Linked DNA regions of Triticum aestivum: region 2 is linked to region 1. Evidence: chromatin contacts called from public Hi-C data. All regions are on one chromosome and are shown on one strand. Each heading gives the region's core, a stretch centred on a gene start, on an enhancer-like site or on the middle of the called end of the contact. The rest is flanking DNA. Distances are from core to core; before and after follow the strand shown. Region 1 holds the start of LOC123145129 (BOI-related E3 ubiquitin-protein ligase 1). Region 2 holds the start of LOC123141660 (E3 ubiquitin-protein ligase ATL4).

Region 1 (2,805 bases), core at 135-2,634:
TCAGATGTCTGCACGGGAGGAGCACCACCGTGGCCGCCCCGAGGTGGCAGCCGTGGCACGCGCGGTCAGGCCCGGCGCGGCGAGGGTCTACGTACGCGGACGAGCACGATTCGGCCGGCCCGGCGTCGCCGCCGCCGAGCTCCTCGCAGGATGCCCGCGCCGCGGAGGCGGCCTGCTGGAGCTGCGCGTGAAGGCCGACCGCGGTGGCCTGCTCCGAGAGCGCCTTCGCCTGCCACGCCGCCGCCTCGTTGCGTAGCCGCGCGAGCCGCTCCTCCAGCTCGGCGCCGCGCCGCGCCTCGCGCTCCGCCTCCAACGCCTTCTCCCGGAGCCGGCGCGAGGCCGACTTGTCCGCCGCCACCAGAAGTGCCCGGTTGTGGTGGCGCATCCGATCGGCGATGGCCCGACGGAGCTGCTCGCCCTGGTGGATAACGCACGGGCACGTGAGGCCAAGAAACGAGCGCACAGCCTGAACTGAATTGCCGTGGCATGGCCGGAGCCAAGATGGATTACCTGGTCCCGGACGAATTTGTCGAGCTCGTCGCCATGCTGCTTCATCTGTCCGGCGAATTCATCGGAGAAGGGAACGAGCGGCGACGACGAGGACGGGTAACACAAGGAATTAATCTGCCTCTGCTGCTGCTCGTCCAATGCCAGGCGCAGGCCCGTGGACACGCGCGTCACCGGGGCAGGCGACGGGGACGACGCGACCCTGCTGTTGTGGAGCTGCGCCATGTTAAAAAAGGGCGCCGACTGCTGCGCGAACAGGTTGATGTACTCCTCCTTGGCCGGCGGCGGCGGCGCCATGGCCTCCCTGGCGCGCTTCCTCCGATTGCCACTCGCTGCAAGAAACCGAACCAAGCCATGTCACAATCCGTGAACCGTACGGCCGGCGCGCGGCCAATCAATCGGCGGCATCAGGCAATCAGGCGCGGAGGCAGGCAAACGCACCTCCGCCACTGGCAAAATAGACCGCCGGCGAGAGCCCGGCGAGCTGCTGCTGATGCTGATGCTGCTGCTGCTTGGGCAGGTCCATGTCCGCCCTCTCCGGGTCACCTCTGTAAATGAGAGGAAGCCATGAGATCACCAGAAAACCAAACCAGACGAACAGCTGCAGTGGTGGAAGAGGAGGATTGAGCGAGAGAGGGCGGGACGTGAGGAGGCGCACCTATCGTGGAAGAGGAGATTGGAGGGGTACTGGGCCTGCACAGCCATTGTTATGTTAAGGAGGAGGAGGAGGTGGGGAGAGGAGAAGAAACGGACGACGGGTGGTGGGTTCGCGAAGCGGGAGGTGACGGGGAAGAAAACTTCCACTCGTGGTTTTAATAGGAGCCTGAGCCCGAGCGTGAGCGTGGGCGTGAGCCGAGTCCAATTCCGCGCACCCACTTCGCACGCTCCCCTTAAAACCTCTCACATGGAACGGAACGGAACGGGACGCGACGCGGATGGGGCCGGGCTCGATCGCGGAAACGAACGGAAAACGTGGGCAGCCTAAAATTACTCGCGGGGTTAAAACATAGATAGTACTAGATTGGCTGGATTGCGGGCGTTCGGGCGGTTAAAATTAGGGGAAGAATCCCAGGGGATGGAGGATTTCTTGACGTCAATGCAGGGGATTAAAATGGGGTGTTTTTTCTATAAACAGATTAAATGGGGTGGTGGTTTTGGTTACGGAGCCTTTGCTTCGCGATAATGATGGCGTAGGCGTTTCTTTGTTTGGCCTGGGAGCGGTTGGAGGCTCGTAGCTTCGCATAAATCTTTCGAAGTTTGGATTACTCGTCCATGCTTTGGGTTTGGTATTTGTTAGCAGGTGTTTATCAAAAGATTGCCCCTCTATGTCCATAAATGTAGTGTCTAATGCGTATTTCGCGATCTATGTTGACCATCGATAAGATCAATAATGTACTCCCTCCGTTCCGAATTACTTGTCGCACGTATGGATATATCTAGATGTATTTTAGTTCTAGATATATCCATTTCAGCGACGAGTAATTTGGGACGGAGGGAGTATGTGTTATGGAAATAATATCATCAGAAACTTCTTTCAAATACGAATTTGTTCGTATACCTCTTTAATGCGCATATCATATATTATGAAGTGATGCTTAAAGTAAATTTGCAAAAAAAAAAGTGATGGTTAAAGTAAATCTCAAAATAGTATTGTGCCTTACATTTCTAGATGGAGGGATCACAACCTTTGTCTACATATCAATGGTTTAGATCCTTCGCGAATCAACCTGTGGTTGAGATGGTTAGGTGGACAGTGGTATCCCCAACCCACCAGGGTTCAAATCCTGGTGCTCGCATTATTCCTGGATTTATTTCAGGATTTCCGGCGATGCGCTTTCAGTGGGAGGAGACGTTCCCGTCGACGACGAGGCGCCTATGGTGGCTTCGTAAATCTCAAGATGATATGCCGGCTCAGTCTTTCGGAGGTGCTCATAGGATTAGGGTGTACGTGTGTGCGTTCATATGGGTGAGTGTATGCGCGTATATATGAGCGCTTGTGTCTGTACTGATGCTAAAAAAAATGGTTTAGATCCTTCAAGCTGCAATATACAAACTCTTTTTTTTTTGCAGGAATGCAATATACAAAATCCAAAAGGCAATCCTTATTTAGTCAATAATCGAATGTGAATATTACCTCGTATGTCTTTGAGAAGAGGCTCCGACAAAAAAACTAATTCTGTATAATACACAAGTATAATTTTGGACCATTATAAATTTTCTGATGACATGATGTACTCACATGTATGTTCATCGTGGCTTCAATTCTGCCTTTTTTTTTACTTGGTTGAGAACTGCTTT
Region 2 (2,805 bases), core at 139-2,638, 250 kb after region 1:
GGCTCCAACAACCTATCTACATGTACATGTGCAATGGAATTCCAATGGCATTAAACAATTCCAAGTCAAATTCCACATAGGAGTATCTCTCTAATCATCGCTCCTAATTAACAATGCTACCCAGCTCGTTGATAATTAAGTATATATTGCGTATTACGTGATGACGGACGCAAAATTATCCAGACAGCTCGCTAGAGAGAGAGAGAGAGAGAGAGAGAGAGAGAGAGAGAGAGATCTACACTATGCTAATCAATTCAAGGGACTTTATCCGTTTCAAAAACAAAATTCAAGGGACATTTCTACTTGCACAGATTAGGTAATTTCCCGTTTGATACGCCATGAGTGCACTGAAACGCGGGGCCTACAATAGGTTGCTATGTGACTGATGTAGTTCATAAATTCACAGACATGGGAAATTAAAGGCCCGTACAGAGCAGCATGTACCGGCACCCAATTGCATTACTACTACCTACGCCGTCCTTTTTCCGCTCGATCTAAATTTTGATGCGCCTTAACTAATTTAAAATAAATATGCTGTTAATCTTCTTCTTCTTCTTCTTCTTCTTCTTCTTCTTCTTCTTCACTAATTTACAAGAGAGTTATACTGAGCTTCCAACGCAAGCAACTTCGCTGATCGGGGTAGATACCCATGGCCCCAGCAGGTCTAGTAGAGAAATATATAGGCCGCCCGTGCATGTCTCACCCCATAGTGATTTTAATTAATACAGTATGTGCATTCATGGCAGAGTCGATCGAATTGGTAGTTGTTCTTCCACCAAAATACGTTGTCGGTGCGGTCACTCCAGCTTGATCTTCCGATGATCCACAAAGCTCGGCAGTAAAAACCGACAGTGTGCATATTCTCACGAATTGGCCGTGTAGCGTCCTACGAAAAGGGCTTTAGCTTCTCCCGGAAGAACAAAGAATGGGCCTATTCGGCTTTTCTCGTGTCAATCAAAGCTAATTGCGCAAGCCCCCCACACAGAATAGTTGGACAAAAGCGGCCCAAATCGAAGCAAATCGGATGGTTTGTGGCTTCCCTTTTACATCTGGCCATGGACAAAAGGGCCGGCGTCAGCTCTCTGTTTGTCCCGTCACTTGGGACGACTCGTCGAATCCGGCCAAATGCACCGTGTCAGTACTGCAGTAGAACAAGGCTGAAACATCACGTAGCAGTATATGAACATCGAATTAAGTAGGATTTGTGATCTCCACACGACCGATTAGAGTAGGAACGGTTGACCTGTCTCCTGCAATTTCGCATAATACGGACAACTGAAACGATCCAGATGTGCAATTGCAGTGCAGAAAGACGAGCATAGTCAAAAATGCAAAGCGAAAGATGGTGAGATGAACGACAAAAGTTGGGTGGAGAAACTGTGAGGGCCATTCACATTCCTGCTTCCTGTGATGGCGAAACCAGCAGTATTTTTTACCTTCCAGTTCTCCATCCCCGCTGCGCTGCCTACGGCGGCAGTATGGCGTAGCATAGCTCCCCGTCGCCACGCCCACGCACCCGCACCCCAAAACCCATAAAAGGCTCGAGACCGCGGCCAGCTACCGAGCCTTAAACACGCGTTCTCTCCTCCTGCCTCTCCGCCATGGACTCCCTCCCGCCGCCCGCGCCACCGTACGCCGGGGACCCCCTCGCCGTCACCATCCCCCCGCCGCCATTGCCGTCGCCGCCTCCGCCGCCTTCCTCCTCGCTCAACCTCTCCCCGTCGCTCCTCATCATCGCGGCCCTCCTCGCCTTCGTCTTCTGCGCCTCCATCTCCATCCACTTCCTCCTCCGCTGCCTCTCCTCGCGGCAAACATCCTCTCCGTCGCCGAGCGCTGTCTCCAGGGGACTCGGCGCCTCCTCCCGCTCCGACGCCGAGGCGGCCGCCCCTTCGGCGACACCCGCGGCGGGCCCGGCGGCAGCGGCAGCGGCAGGGGGCGAGGTGGTCGACGACGAGAAGGAGCGGCTGATCGCGTCACTTCCGCTCTTCACGATGGCGTCGGCGCTGGCGGCGCTGCCCAAGAGCTCCCCGGACTGCGCCGTCTGCCTGTCGCCGTTCGTGCCCGACGCCGAGCTGCGGCTGCTCCCGGCGTGCCGGCACGCGTTCCACGCCGCCTGCGTCGACGCGTGGCTCCGCAACACGCCGTCGTGCCCGCTCTGCCGCGCCGCCATCTCGCTGCCGCACCCGCCTCTCCCCACCGCCTACACCGCCGCCGCGCAGCAGGAGCCGTTGGACGCGAGGAGCAGCAGCAACGCGTCCAGGAGCTTCCGCGTCGAGATCGGCAGCGTGAGCAACCGACGCTCGTCCGCCGCGGGGGACGACCGCCGCACATACTCCCTCGGCTCCTTCGACTACCGCGTGGACGAGGAGGTGGAGGCCGTGGTGGCGCGCATCGCGCGCCCCGCGGCGGCGGCCAAGTCGGCGGTGGCCGGGCAGCGCGCCGCGCCGCAGGGCCCGGGCGAGGCGCTGGCGGAGGCGGCGGGGTCGCGCGGGTGGCTCCGGGAGTACGTGGACCGGCTGGCCTCCTCGGCGTCGTCCCTCTCCGGGCGGTGGAGCGCGCGGTGGAGCCAGAGCCACCACAGCCACCGGCAGGAGGACTCGTGGCGGTGGGACCCCGAGGCGGCGGCCATGGCGGCGCCGCGGGCGGCGGACGAGGACGAGGCGGGCCTCATGGGCCTGTACCGCTGGATCGTAGGCGTATAATAGGAGGATTATAATTAGCCCGTCTGTAATTTCGGACCCTGAAGTTTTTTTTGTCGACTTCCATATTATATGAGGACTCTGCTGTACGTAAAAATAGAATTGG

What was found. A called contact is a pair of places that touch in the nucleus more often than the background predicts.
Region 2: a Hi-C map of leaf shows a contact between it and region 1, with 4 times the contacts expected there. The contact joins the promoter of LOC123141660 here to the promoter of LOC123145129 in region 1. A contact is called at or near these places in 3 of 5 Hi-C or Micro-C datasets (all in leaf).

What each region holds. Positions count from the first base shown.
Region 1 is chr6D:366,517,090-366,519,894 of IWGSC CS RefSeq v2.1, forward strand. LOC123145129 (BOI-related E3 ubiquitin-protein ligase 1) reads right to left here and starts at 1,385. Exons shown (of 4, transcript XM_044564452.1): 1 at 1,166-1,385; 2 at 949-1,055; 3 at 511-839; 4 at 1-418. The coding sequence starts at 1,212.
Region 2 is chr6D:366,769,561-366,772,365 of IWGSC CS RefSeq v2.1, forward strand. It overlaps LOC123141660 (E3 ubiquitin-protein ligase ATL4), which reads left to right and starts at 1,389. Exons shown (of 1, transcript XM_044560748.1): 1 at 1,389-2,805. The coding sequence starts at 1,602. The coding sequence ends at 2,702.